Regions from separate parts of the Mus musculus genome. Here all the other regions are linked to region 2. A link is a contact called in public promoter capture Hi-C data. All regions are on one chromosome and are shown on one strand. Each heading gives the region's core, a stretch centred on a gene start, on an enhancer-like site or on the middle of the called end of the contact. The rest is flanking DNA. Distances are from core to core; before and after follow the strand shown. Region 1 has its middle 13 kb from the start of Gm51648. Region 2 holds the start of Prelp (proline arginine-rich end leucine-rich repeat). Region 3 overlaps Sox13 (SRY (sex determining region Y)-box 13).

What was found. Promoter capture Hi-C pulls out the DNA fragments that hold promoters and counts their contacts.
Region 1: a promoter capture Hi-C map of liver shows a contact between it and region 2, with 3 times the contacts expected there. The contact joins the enhancer-like site here to the promoter of Prelp in region 2. A contact is called at or near these places in 5 of 39 promoter capture datasets (the HPC-7 cell line, hematopoietic stem and progenitor cells, liver and 2 more) and 1 of 115 datasets of contacts at active chromatin or transcription factors (pancreatic cancer cells).
Region 3: a promoter capture Hi-C map of liver shows a contact between it and region 2, with 3 times the contacts expected there. The contact joins the enhancer-like site here to the promoter of Prelp in region 2. A contact is called at or near these places in 2 of 39 promoter capture datasets (embryonic stem cells and liver), 3 of 484 Hi-C or Micro-C datasets (the G1E-ER4 cell line and Th1 cells) and 1 of 9 other capture datasets (pancreatic islet).

The regions. Positions count from the first base shown.
Region 1 is chr1:133,224,495-133,229,253 of GRCm38.p6, reverse strand. It overlaps a transcript of Plekha6 not described here. Among named protein-coding and RNA genes, the nearest start is that of Gm51648, 13 kb to the right of the region's middle. Within about 2 kb of position 2,268, at least 90 of the 459 cell types and tissues checked have an H3K27ac peak or open chromatin away from gene starts, as enhancers often do. A contact at or near this core is called in liver, pancreatic cancer cells and trophoblast stem cells, where this site is marked.
Region 2 is chr1:133,919,160-133,923,586 of GRCm38.p6, reverse strand. Prelp (proline arginine-rich end leucine-rich repeat) reads left to right here and starts at 2,186. Exons shown (of 3, transcript NM_054077.4): 1 at 2,186-2,332.
Region 3 is chr1:133,379,929-133,384,591 of GRCm38.p6, reverse strand. It overlaps Sox13 (SRY (sex determining region Y)-box 13), which reads left to right. Exons shown (of 14, transcript NM_011439.2): 13 at 1-135; 14 at 668-2,292. The coding sequence ends at 941. Etnk2 (ethanolamine kinase 2) reads right to left here. Exons shown (of 8, transcript NM_175443.5): 8 at 4,274-4,663. Among named protein-coding and RNA genes, the nearest start is that of Etnk2, 19 kb to the right of the region's middle. Within about 2 kb of position 1,396, at least 12 of the 459 cell types and tissues checked have an H3K27ac peak or open chromatin away from gene starts, as enhancers often do. A contact at or near this core is called in liver, where this site is marked.

The DNA.
Region 1 (4,759 bases), core at 1,019-3,518, 690 kb after region 2:
CAGGGAAGCCAAAACTCAGTTTGAACTCCCTGGGCGTGAGGGCTGCAGAGAAAGGGGCCAGGATGGGATCAGAAACTGAGCCTGCAGGAGGCTGCCCGAAGGAGGCCTTAGCAGAGGATCCGCTTAGAGAAAATGCTGGAAGCAAAATCTGTGGACTACATGGGCCAGTAAAACTTCAAATATTGAAATCTGAGGAACCAATGTAAGGCTGCCAAGCTTTTGGTTTTTGCCAAATAAGGAAATCATAAAGCCCAATACCATCTCTCCTCACTGTCCACCATGAAAAGACAGGAAGCTGTAACCTCAGGATATTGTAACACATCTCGCATCACAAGAGAAGTCCTTCACACGAAATACAGTTTGCTTTCAAAAAGAAGAGGAGGAAGAGGAAAAAGAGGAGAAGGAGGAGAAGAAGGAGAGGAAAAGGAAGAAAGGGAGGAAGGAAAGGAAAGGAAGAAGGAAGGAAGAAAGAAAGAGAAAAAGAAAAATACATTCTCTTTGCTTTTCTTAATTCATCTTATCTGCCATAAGCCAAAACTTGAAACCTTGGGACTCAAAGGGCAGATGACCTCTCTATGACTGTTTTTAATTTGAGCATAAGAGTTAAGAAAAAAGATCCTAAACTTTGGAGATTTTGGCCTCCCTTGGTGCTGGCCATGGGTGGGGGTGGAAACCACAAGCATGTTAGCTTAGCCTCTGGGAAGATACCACTGCCAACTACAGAGCACCAGGAAGGGTTTGGTAACTTTATGATTTAATGTTCACCGAGGCTCCCTCTCCACCCTGGATCCCCATGCTTCTATGAGACTCTAATTTTATTGTCCTCTTTACATTTTAAATAATTCAAGTTGAAGACAGAAAGACAATTTGGCTGAGGTGATAAATAATACCTGAGATATTCAGTAGGCTGTGGGCGTGGCTGTGAGCACCCCATCAGCAAGACACAGTTGGAGGCCACAGAGTAGGGCTTCTCCACCCAAAGGAGTGTTTTCTACATTTGGCTGGGGTGGGGGTGGGGGTTGGGGTGAACCAGCAGAGGGAGGCACATAAAGAACGGAGCTGACTGACCAGAGGGACGTGCACCAGGACCAGCACGTGATTAGGAACTGGGTTAGGAACTGGATCATGAGTTTGCTGCTTCTTCCCACCGACTCACAGAGGGCAGCCTCTCTCAGCTCCTTCTTCATCTGCACCGGGGGAATAGGTGCTCCCTGCATTATTACAGGGAGCCCCATGAGGGTCAGAGTCGGCTCCCTTCCACCTTTACCCATCCTGTACCTGATGCAGTGCCAAGAGAGGGAGAGCTGAGAATGCATGTCCCGCACTGGCAAGGACAGCAGATGAACACACATTGCTGATGTCCCGCACGGGCTAGGACAGCAGAGTAGACACACATTGCTGTGGCTCTGAGCTGGAATACTGATACAACCAATGATTGTTGCTGCTGCCTGTGGGCCAGAACCCTACACGGAGGCTTCTACCAAGCAGTCAATACTGGAAATTCTATTTAGAAGAAGCTGGTGACATAAATGAGAAATATTTTCTTTAAATTCCCACAATTTAAAAAATAACCACACCACACAAACTGCTAATTACACTGTTACTGAGGGGCAGTGTGCTTGGCCCATCCTATCCCCACCCCAAGGCACTGAGTTCCTGTTTTTGCCAAATTCACACTGCCTATCACACACTCAAACACTGATTTCCTCAAAGGCAGCAGGCAACCCTGGTTTTCTCTTCCAGATTACATCTCCACAGGGAGCCGAGAACTCCTGGGCGGTTGCAACTTTAGAACATCCCCCAGCACCCCCTGATATTCATTTCCAACCACTCCAGGTCTGTCTCTAGCTCTTCTAATGCATATCTCATCACCCCTAAATCTACTTTTCAAATCCAACCTCCATGTTCTCGCTGAGCCCCATTCATCCTGGCCCACCCACCATCCCAGCCAGATCCCGGCTAAATCCTGTCTCACAGCATGTGCTGCCCACAAGGCCAGTTACAGCTCAAATGGGCCCTGGCAGCAAACCAAAGCCGCCTGCCCATCAACCTCTCTTAGGTAGTCTGCCGAGTTCTGCCTCTTGCGGCTTGATAACACGCAAACCCAGAACAGCATTCAGCCAGCCTCACCCTCCGCCTCTAATCACTTTCCCGTCCAAATATCCATATCCAGGCATAATGCCAGCCCCACCCACCTAAGGCATTGGCCTCCCTCCTGCCCTGCACTGAGAATAAAGTGCTCCTGGCATTTGTCTCTCACAGCTCTGACTCTCCCTGCTGATTCAAAGTAACTGTACATGGAGATCGTGCCGGAAGCCACTGGTTAGTTTAGCTACACCAGAAGGGAGCCAAGTGCCTGCCACACCAAAGCTCTCCCAGAGACATGAGTTCACTGGACACTCCACTACAGACCCACCTCTGTAAGGCCTCTCTCTGATCCCTTACTCCGAGTACATCGATATCCATATTTCATTCCAAAAATGAGATAGCTCCATGGGAGGCCCCAAGGTCGAGGGATCCAGGATCGTATTTGTTAGGAGAAAAGTGGGGACACCTGAAAGGGAGAGGGGGTAAGGGAGAATGGACACCCCTTTACGGTGACATAGTCCTCTCTGATGTTCCCTGGAAGGTTTGGGTAGCCCCAGTCCTTCCTAGCTAACACTTCCAAGCTCCCTAATTTTACCTTTTATGCTGAGAGTTAGAGCCCAGCTGAGAGACGCAGAGCACTCGCTGACTGAGAAGAGGAGAAGCAGCACTCCTGTTGCAAGAAATGTGCCCATGGTGGCAGCTGTGACAGCTGCCTCGGCTTCAGCTCCCATGAGAAAGAGAAGGAGCTTGGGATGAAGAATTTTCCCCAGCCTTCAGGCAAGGCTCTCGCATCAGAGCTCTTGCTCTCCCCTCCCTCCGGTGTTAACTGAAGAAACACTGGCTGAAAACCCAAGAGAAGAACTCTGAAAAGGTGATATGTGGAGTCTGGAGCTGCAGGTTGGCTGGGTCCTACATAACCTAGCAGGGCCCTGCTCCCCAGCCTGCCGCCTACTGCCCACCTTGCCTTCCGGTGCTCCTGGCTTGCTCCCTAGTAGCAGACAGCCCCCTAGCTGCAGTAGCTCCTGAAAGCAAGCCCAGCCAACTGAGCAAGCACACAGACAGTCCTGCCAGGAGCTGTCTACCGCTTTCTCAACCCCAATCCCCACCAGCAGTTCAGGTCCTGGTACCAAAGTGGTCACAGCCATAACAATGCAGGCCAAACTCCCAGCTTAGGAGCAAAGATTTTGAGATTTGTTTTTTAAATCATTCTGGTAGAAGATGTGGGTCTGACATACAGAAGTTTTAAAATACACCTTTCTCTCCTCTCCTTTTCCAATGTTCTGCATAGCACCCTCAGAGGGCCACCCCCTTCCCTTATTTTGGCACAGACAACCCAATCAGGAAACATGAGAATGGCAAAAGATGGTAGCAGTCATGGTGACAAATGTAGAAGCCAGAAATGGAATGGCCTGGCAAAGCTGGAGAGGGACTGCCAGCCCGACTTGGCATCCTTGGTTGGCAGAAGGGAAAGAGAAAGCTTTAAAGCCCAATACTCTTACTTGCTGACTTTGGGGAATGGTCCCTTGACTTCTGAGTCTAAATGTCTTCATCTGTAAAATGATGTTAAGGATGCTACCTCAGGGTACCGGTTCAATAAGAGAAGGTGTTGCAGGCAGGAGGTGTACATCAGACACTCAGCAGGTATCCACTGTCCCTCCCCATCACAATGCCACACCCGACTTTATTGCTTTTCTTCTGACTCAGGAGAGACCAGTCAACAGCCTTACTATTTACTGTTCCCTCAAGGCTTGGTTTCCTGTTTCTCTGTCCACTTTCTGACATCCAGCCTGGTGACCTCTGGAGTGGCCCTGGCCCAGTCGGCACAATGCAATGCTTCATTTCTGCTGAGGGAAATATTTGATCTGTAGGCCAAGGTGACAGACTCAGGTGGCTGACCTCCTTGCCACTGTCTCTCATGGGCTCCATTTTCAGGCTCCACGCTTGATCTCCAGGAGCACAACTTCCTATTCAGCATTTCCAGGGCAGCCAGGCTTCTCCTTAAACTTAGCCTCTCTAAAGTCAAATGAAGCTTACCCACCCTCTGACAATGGTTGATATGGCATGGTCTCCAAGAGATAGTGAGTGGAAGGTGAAGTGAATTTAGCATTCTACTATTTGAATTCAAATAATGGGGTGAGTGAATGGAGACCCCAAGAACTTGTGCATACTGAATAAATGTCCTACCAATGAGCTTCATCCCCAATACTGGGTTAAAAATGATTATGACTACTGAGATGGCTAGAACTGAAGTCAACAAATGTTAGGTTAAAGGGTAGATGTCAACCTCCAGGGCACAGAGTCTCCATTGCACCATATCAGCTTTCCCAGGGTAGGGAGAGCAGCAGCAGACAGAAATGGGACAGCATGGGAGTGTCCACAAAAGTCTCACTAAGACCTGAATTTCAGGTAGTTTTTATGTGTACAAAATAGTGTTCAGGGGCTAGAGACATGCATGGCTCAGTGGTTAAGAGCCCTGGCTGCTCTTGTAGAGGACCAGGGTTCATTTCCCAGCACCCACAGAGCTGCTGACAAAATGATAATCTGGTTTTGGTGGGTTTCCAGGTATTTAAAATATAAACACCACTGTTACCTTACAGAGCACACAAAATTAGATAGTAGGCTGTGTTTAGCTCACAATCATACTTAGCTGACCCACTCCTTAACTTAGTGC
Region 2 (4,427 bases), core at 937-3,436:
GTTTTCCATGCTGGCCTCAAACTAATAGCAATTCTCCTGCCTCAGGCCCTAAGTGCTGAGATTACTGGCAGTAGCCACCACACTAGCATGAGGTGGTAACTGTTGATCTGGGTGTTAGGTGATGATGTGATGGCCTCCTGTGTGTATCTGAAGGCTATGGGCACGGCTCAGTGGTAGAGTGTAGGGCTGTGGGCCAGGCGGGTGTGGGATGCGGGGAGGCACTGGGAGTCTGAGACCTGTGAAAGCTGGAGCTGGCTTGGGGGTGCCCGAGCCTATGACAAGTCAGGGTCCATGGGGTTCTCAGGCTCTTGGACATCTAGGTGCTCCTGGAAGTCCCAGAAGAGCTGAGAACAGAGTGGGGGCCTGAGGGCTGGATCTAGGCCAGGTCCAGGGAACAGGGGGGCAGAAGAGGAGCTCCAGCTAGTCCCACTTGGCTTCATGGGTGGCAGGATTGGTGGTGGTTGTGGCAGGGAGCACCGAGAGGCCTTCTATGGGAGATTAGACAGTGGCTCTGTAGGCAAAGGCCTTCTCCATGGCTCCCCATGTCTGAAGAGACCAAACCATTTATTGTCATGGTGGAAAGTAAATGTGTAAAACCATACCCCACTTCTCAGGGCAGGCCTGAGATTAAATACCTTTTGCAGGGAGGAGCATCTGGGAAGGGAATCTTACTGGCCATGCCCTCTGGGCCTCTAGGTATTTCATTAGCATGGAGATCTCTGCCTTGAGCCTAAGTGGCCACAGATCACATCTCTTTTCCTATTAAATTGGTCTGAGATGTTAAGGATGCCTCATCTACATGTGGAAGGGCTTGGGGCATTGCCCCCAAGTGACTGATGGCCACAAATCTATGGGGGTGAGGAGGGAGGCTGAGGCTGGTGACAGGGGCCTGGTGCCTGGGAACAGGCAAAACTCCTTAGATCCCTTCAGGGTCTCTGGGGCTTCAAACTTTTAGCTCGACCAAGGAACAGGCTCACAGTCCATGGCCCCACAGTAGAGCACTGACCTAACACAAGCAAGGCCCTACAACTCCCTCCAGCACAGGCTTTTGGGGGTTGTGATAGCAAGAAGGCAGGTAAACAGGCAGTGAGTGACATTTATATCTCTACGCTGGCTAGGATTCCCTACAATCCCTTCTGAAGCTCCACGGTCTTACCTGAGACACAGACACAGAAATAGGGGCATCTCAAAATCAAGTGACTTGCCTAAGAACACACTTTATTTCCTGTGAGTGGAAGAGCCGGGGACTTTGAGAGTTAGGGGACAGTGACAAGAGTCCCTTGTGGGCTTTGTAGGTCTCTGATGACCTAATGGTGACTGAGTAAGTGTTTCCCTTAGGTTCTGAGCCAGAAGTTGTACTGAATGCACCTTAAAGCCAAGTGTGCCTGACTTTTCAGATGGGGACGGGGGTGGGGGTCATTGTTCAGATAACAGAGACTTTTGAATTGGTTTCCAGGAAGTGGATATGCATTGGGGAGCCTGGCATCATCCTGTTTCTGTGGGATGACCACACAGCCCCCAAACCTCACCTGAGTGTGTGACACAAAGCTGGAGGAAAAGCCCCAACACTGTCCTCAGGAACTAGGAACAATGGCTTGCGGATTTACAATTGGAAACCTGCTTTAATTTGGCTGTGTGATCCTCAGGCCAGAGTGGCCACCAAACCAGTAGTTACCTCTTATATCAGCCCACTGCACAGTGAGTCTCCACTCCCTTAGCAAGCTTCTGGGCTGTGATAGGGAAATATTGTCACTGTGTATGCTCTGAAAAGTGTCTCGTGGCTCCTCAGTGAGTTGAAGAATTGACATCAGGGAAGTAAGGCGCTTGTTAGAAACTCAAGTGGCCAGGGCTGGACCCAGCGACCCCACCCTGCCTGCACAGAAGCAGAGGCCTTGCCAAGTGCTTTCCTCTCTTGATTTGGCTTAGTTTCCAAACACGGGTCAAACGGTCCCTCTCCAGAGCAGCAGCAGCAGCAGGAAACATTATTAAAAGTGAGCCGTTAGCGGGCATCGGGTGTGGATGAGGTCTGTGGAGTTTTGGCTGCCAAATAAAGACTTTATTGTTGTCATCTCTCCTTTCCCAAGCTCCCTCCCTCTCTCCTCTGCTCCCTCCTCCTCCCTGCCCTCCCCCCTCTGATCTGCCCCTCCCTCCCCAAACTAACCTCCCCACCCCAATAGGATCTGGTAGAAGAAAAGTCAGGCAGACACACGCAGACACGCACCAACTGGGAGACCAGAACTTCTAGCTGGCTCTCTGCTGCCACAGCTCCAGCAAAGGGTGGGGAGGAACAGAAGAGTGCCCCAGAGTCCAGAGGAGAGGCAGGTGTGTGCAGGTAAGTTCAGGCAGTGGGGGAGAAGACTAGAAGGCTCCTTCCTCCAGGGGTTCTCTCTAGCTCTGTCCAATCTTTCTTTCCTCCCTCCTGGCCTTCTTCCTTCTCATTTTTCCTCTCTAAAGAGTTCAGATGTAGCCTTCCTCATTTCCTGATGACACTCTCTTGTCTCTCCAACATCCTGCATCCTAGCGTTTGCTTGCTGCTGAAGTTAAACTTTCTAAGTGCAGATGTTTGTGGAGCACACAGAGCTGTGTCGCACACAGAATTTGAACAGAGCAGGTGTTGCCATGGGAACTGGACACTAGAACCGAATTCTCTACACCTTTCATGTATTACCATGCACTGCAGAAGACAGACAGAAAGATAGACAGACAGACACACACACACACACACACACACACACACACACACACACACACTGGGTTTTGTCTCTTACTCTCTCACGTGCCTCCTCAACTGCCTGACCAGAGACAGCGTTTTCCTTCTGAGATGACAGAGCCAAAAGACAATCACGCCTTGGCTGGTCAGGGAGGATATGAACAATCAAGTGATTTTTTTTGAAAATTTCTTTCTTTTGAACTTAATCAGGCAGAAGGGAGAGAAAAGTGGCCCTCCAGCCTACACAGTATCCTCTCAGCAGCCCGAATTCCTGTCTCCCTCCCCAAACCACTTGGCTCTTACAAAAAGAAGTCAAGCTTGCCTGCAAGCCTTGGAGGCCCTAACTCCTGAGTTAACAGTTCCACACACACACACACACACACACACACACACACACACACACTACATAGTCAGAAACACTCTTCTCTCTGAAGTTATTCTGAGATTATCCTGACCAGTCAGCTGGTAAGGGGGCTTGAAGTAGAGGAAGCAGGGAGGGGAACCTGGGAGTCTTATTTGCACAGCTCCCCCCTCTCCTGCAATAGAGGGGCCCCATGGCAGTAAGAAGGGGGGCACTACTTGATCCTCAGAGGGCCCTGAGCAGTAGGCAGGGAATATGGAAGCTTTAGTAAAACAGGGACAGACACTCATTACAGACCCATCAAACAGAACCCAAGAGGTCCAGAGCTGTGTTAATACATCCTGAGACTCCCCTAACTCCCTTGGGATTCACATAAAGGGCTATGTGGTGTCCTCAAAAAGGAGCCCCTGCAGTCTTGACAGTGAGGGCTGAGAGCCACTGCAGGAGGGAACAAGGCACTCTCTTGTGATTACTAACATCATCCATACTAGGCAACCATACTTCGGGGGAACATTCTACAAAGAACATTCTACCTTAGTCTATCTCCTCTTACCTGCTAAGCTACCTGTCCCAGGTACCCAAGAGCTAGTACTAGCTGTCAACCATCCCTTCTAGATTCTCTCTCCCCGTACCCCACAGGTCTGTCCCATTTGACTCTCTCAGAGGACAGACGAGTTGATAATGTCCCTTATCCACCCTCACCTTCCTTGAGGAGAGCACCTCAAGGCTAGAAGGAACAACAACAGCAACAACAACAACCACAACCACAACCACAAAGACAAGGAGAAGCCCTAGATCTCAGAAGAAGCCACAACCAGCTGAAAAGAGAGATTTCCATTTGCCAGCCAGTGTCCCCACCTCTGCAGAAAGCGGAGAGCTGGGTTAGTAAGTCAGGATGGAGACACACAGCGGGCTTTGCACGGGTGTCTGGGGAGTTCCAATCAGTTGACACTGAATGTCCAATGTAGTCTTCTGAGCCACACAGGGAATGAAGTTTCTCTGAGTACCTACACTGTAAGAAGGACCCCTTCTTCTCCAGCAGTAGGGAAATGAAGGATGTTAACCAAGCAGTCTGATGGTGGGGGGAAAACCATTACTTCAGAGTGGTACCAACAACCACTGGATACACACTGAGCAATCACTTTGCACATCAACTATTTTAACCCTTCCAGCATCCAGACTGGGGCTGCAGCTAGGTGGTAGAATGCTTGTATAATATGCACAGAACCCTGGTTTTAGCACCTCCAAAATAAACTTGGTCAGCAAGCCTGTTTTTTAGATGTGGAGACTGAGGCTTGTGTAGTAGTCCCGAGCTAACACAAGTTGCAGGGTGGGATCTGTCTCTATAGCCATATT
Region 3 (4,663 bases), core at 147-2,646, 540 kb after region 2:
GAAATACCCTGACTATAAGTACAAGCCAAGGCCTAAGCGTACCTGTGTCGTGGAGGGCCGGCGGCTGCGAGTGGGCGAGTACAAGGCCTTGATGAGGACACGGCGCCAGGGTGCTCGCCAAAGCTACACCATCCCGTGAGCAGGCCCTCCCTGGTGGCCAGAGGCGGCTTGTGGCTGCTGTGAGAGACTGGGGTTGTGTGTGTGTCTGGTCTTTGTGTGAGGCAGGCAGAGCAGCCAGCAAGGATCTGGGAGCAGAGTTGTGTGCCATCTGCCTGTGTGTGACCCCTGATGGATAATGACTGTGTGCGAGACTGGTGACTGGGAGTTGGGTATAAGACCTAAACTGGGGCACCTGCAGCCTGACAAACGCAGGGCAAATTGAGAACACCACAGGTATTCATCCCGTAGGAAGGCCCCTTATTTGACCATGACAGGCACTAGGGTAGAGTTCTGTGGTCAATGACACTAAAACAAAATAATATTCACGTGCCACCGTCCAACATACCCTCGACTCTGAGCTTTCGAGCTATAGCTGGCAGTGAATTTGGCCATCAGGAAGCACACGCAAGGGCCAGAGTATGCCGGTTACCCAGCCTGCAGGGAGGGCTGGAAGGGCTGGGAGGGCACATGGGTACATCTGTAATTGCGAATTTTCTCTGCCTCTCAGCCCGCAGGCTGGCCAGGCACAGGTGAGCTCAGATATCCTGTTCCCTCGGGCAGCGGGCTTGCCCCTGGCACGTCCACTGGTGGAGCACTATGACCCCCAGGGCCTGGACCCCAACATGCCTGTCATCATCAATACCTGCAGTCTCCGGGAGGAAGGGGAGGGCACAGATGACAGGCACTCGGTGGCCGATGGAGAGATGTACCGGTACAGCGAGGACGAGGACTCAGAGGGTGACGAGAAGAGTGATGAGGAGCTGGTGGTACTCACAGACTGATCCCCAGCTCGCTGGGCCCGGCCCGTCACCGCTGGGGGAAAGACCTTGTTCCCATCCGGACAGGCACAGCCAGCCTTCCTGAACTATCTTGGTACTTGGACTTGGGTGTGGCCAGGTGATGGGTGAAACTGCACTTGTAGATACATTCCCAAGATGGGGGTCCTCCTCTTCATCACACCTCTGGGCCCATCGGAGGAGCCAATGGCCTGGCTGGGTGGGAGTCATGTGGCCGTGGTGGACAAAGCTTGCTGAGGGTTTTAGCCCTTGGGGACAATGGCCAGGGACCACTGGATGTACTTCCTCCTGTCTGCCCACCCACTCAAGGGGATGACAGGGACACACCTGCCCCCCTGAGGTCACATGCTTTGTTTCCATTTCTTCTTGGTCCAGACCAGCCATTGTGGGACAACACACCTGCCCTACAAGCTCCCAGGTCACCCCTCTGCCACCTGGGTTACTTTGAACTCTGCAGTCTGGCTGTGCTGTCTTTTGTCTTCCAAGTCCATGTGCCTCTGGCTACTGTGTGTCTGTGCGCGGCCCACACATGTTCATCACGCCACTCTTGGCAGAAGGCATTTGCTGAGTGTCACTGTGAGCCAGGCACGCCCGTGAGCTCTGTGATGTGTGTCTTGATGCTTCTCTGGGGGCTGCTTCTGTGTTCCTTTGTCCCCACATTGCTACCTCTTTGTCAGTCTGGTGTCTCAGGTTCTGCGTATTTTCTCCCCATGTACACTTCTCCCTCTTCCTCCTCCGTCTGTCCCTGTCCCACCACACCCGCTGTATCCTCTGGGTGTTTGTAGGGCCCAGCCTGCCCCTGGGACTGGCAGTTCCTGACCCCCATGACCCCTTCCCTCCCTTCAGACTCTGCCAGTCAGTTCCCACGGAGCCATTTTTAGCTCCCAGGGCCGTGAGAGCCAGCCCAGGCCTCCAAGGGGGCTCTGCCCTGATTCCCAACGTGTGTGCCGCAGTCATGAGGATCTTTTTCTCAGTGACAGCCCTGCAGAGGGGACCCCATGGCAGCTGGTCTCCATCCCTTCTTCATGAGCTTAGGGTGGCTTCTTCCCTCCCCCCCCCCTTTCCTCCTAAATTAGCTTCCTGGTTGTATCCCAAGGAAATCATTAGCACCTAGTCAAAGATCTGGAGCTGCCCTGGGGCAGGGAAAGACCCCAAACCCCACAAGGCCAGGTGCTTCCCTCCCCACCGCTGTTGACCCTATTTCTCTCCAGACTGTTTCTTTTTATGACTGTAAACATAGATAGTGCTTTATTTTGTTACTAAGAAGATAATGATGAATAACTTAACCAGCATATTTGTTTTCTGATGGGTGTAATAAAGACCGACCATTTCAGGACGTGCCCTTTCTCTGCTGGGAGGCTGGCCTGGCCGAATTCTCGAGTCTAGCGCCAGCCAGTCGCTGCTGCCCCCTGGTGGCAGCATGTGGGAGCATCAGGCAAAGTGTCTGAAAGTAATGGCTTTGACCGGACGGAGACCTAGGACAGGCCTGTGACAGACACACTGCTGAGGGAGGCACTGCAGCAGCCTGGAGGGACAGTGGCTCAGCTCCCCCCTTCACTGAAAGGAATAAGTCTTAAAACTTCCTCATGAATCTTACCGTCTGGGAGAGGGAGTCACTTGGATCCATTGAAAGCTGTGGGCTCATTCCGCAACAGGGTTCACACACAGACACTCAGGAGGGCTCCCTGCCATACTTATCTAGTGATGGTCTTCAAAACTCCATGACCCAACACTTAGAATGGGGATCTCAAAGCCATAGTTGTGACAGAATCGTCACTGGAGGAAAGGACAGAATTCCTCAAAATTAATGGGGTTCTGTAAAGACAGGTCTTGGTTACACTCATACCATCAACATGGTATGGAGGAACAGCAGCTCTTGTAAAAGAAATGGTCCAGGTTAACAAAGGCTCTGTCCTCCATGAGGCGCGGGTGTGTGTGTGTGTGTGTGTGTGTGTGTGTGCGCGCGCGCGCGCGTGCATAGTGTATGTTCCTCACAGAGCTTGGGTTCCAAGTCCAAACCCCTTCTTTAGGAAAAGCTGCATCACCTGGAAGGGCTGAGAATCGGCCTTTGAGGATGAGGGGTCATCAGAGGAGGCCAGGGTCATCCAGCCACCACATGGGGCAAGAGGGAGAAGACTGTTTCTGGGTGGCTAAGAGATGCTCTGGGTATTGTGAGATTGAACCTGAGCTGATAGGCTCAACGTTCACTATTTTGGCTATAGACACACACACACACACACACACACACACACAAAACCTTACCTTCAGCAAAGATGTTGGGAAGTAGAGGAAACTTAACTATGGGGCAAACTTGGCATTGCAGAGGATTTCTTCATTTTACATGTGGGTGAAAGTAGATAAAGAGGGATTAAGACCACACACTGCAGGCTGGAGATGGCTCAGCAGTTAAAGAGCACTGACTGCTCTTCTGAAGGTCCTGAGTTCAAATCCCAGCAACCACATAGTGGCTCACAACCATCTGTAATGAGATCTCATGCCCTCTTCTGGAGTCTGAAGACAGCTACAGTATACTTACATATAATAATATTGAAAAGAAAGAAAAGAAAGACCACACACTGCCAAGACCCAGGGCCAGTTGATGAGGGAGTGTCTTGACTCCTGGCTCTGTCCTTCAGAGCTCTGGCTGTTTTTTCTTTCTTGCTGTCCTTACACCTTGGTCCCCTATCCGGCATTGAGGCAGGGGCCAACAAGAGACTTGCCCAGGGTTCTGGAATCTTCTTTGGCCTCTGCCTATTAATTGGCCACTAGAGGGAGCTGCTTGGCTCAAAGCCCTAACTTCACTCCAAACTCTGATCTCAGGGGAAATTAGACCCCATTATCTCGGGACTCCTCCCAGTTCCTCTTTTGGACCTCTGGCTGGTCCTATGCATTGGGGGGGGGGGGGCACTGAGCCCGACTACCAAGGGTATTCGGGTACCTTTGTCCATAGGCCTCATCTAGCTGCTGTGCCGTCACCACCCCAAATCCTCTGGCCAACTGGAACCTTATGAGAGAATCCGTGAGAAGCAGGGCAGGGCAGATGGGGAGAGGCAGGGACGGCATGTTCTGGTTCTATCAGGACAGCTAGCCACGAGCTCACCATTTGTATGCCTGGGCACGTCTTTTCCCCCAGGTTCTCCATTAGTATCCGTGACCTTGAAGGCCCCAACGAGGGTGGCCCAGAGGTGTACAGGCTGCTGTGCTTTAAGCAGGGGTGAACTCCAAAAGCACGGCGGAAGGGAGGCCAGGTCTGGCCCAGCTCCTCCACACGCATCCATACTAATCAGATCCCAAGCCACTGTCCTTCCAAGACCGTATTCCAGAAACAAACGTTTTAATGCAGAAAACCATAATCTACAAATGAATCACAGTAGGGGCCTATACCAGACTCCCTTAGGCCTGTAAGGACTGGGAGGTGGGTACCGAGCTGGCAACACCTTCAGTATCTGGCCATGTCCTGGTAACTGTGCTGGCTTCTAGGTGCCTAGGCCCTGCCCCCTTGCCTTCCGCCATTCAGTTCCACATGGGAAGATCTTGGTTAAGTTCAGAATAAAAGGAAGAGAAGTGGAAGAGGATGCTGGCTCTGGTGCCTGCCCTCTGGTACCCAAGGTCATGCTTGCTCCAGGTCTACCATCCTCTTCTCTGCAGGGACCTAGCAGGAGCATGGCAGCAGCACAAGGAGGGGACCAGGAGAAGGGGTGGCTGGA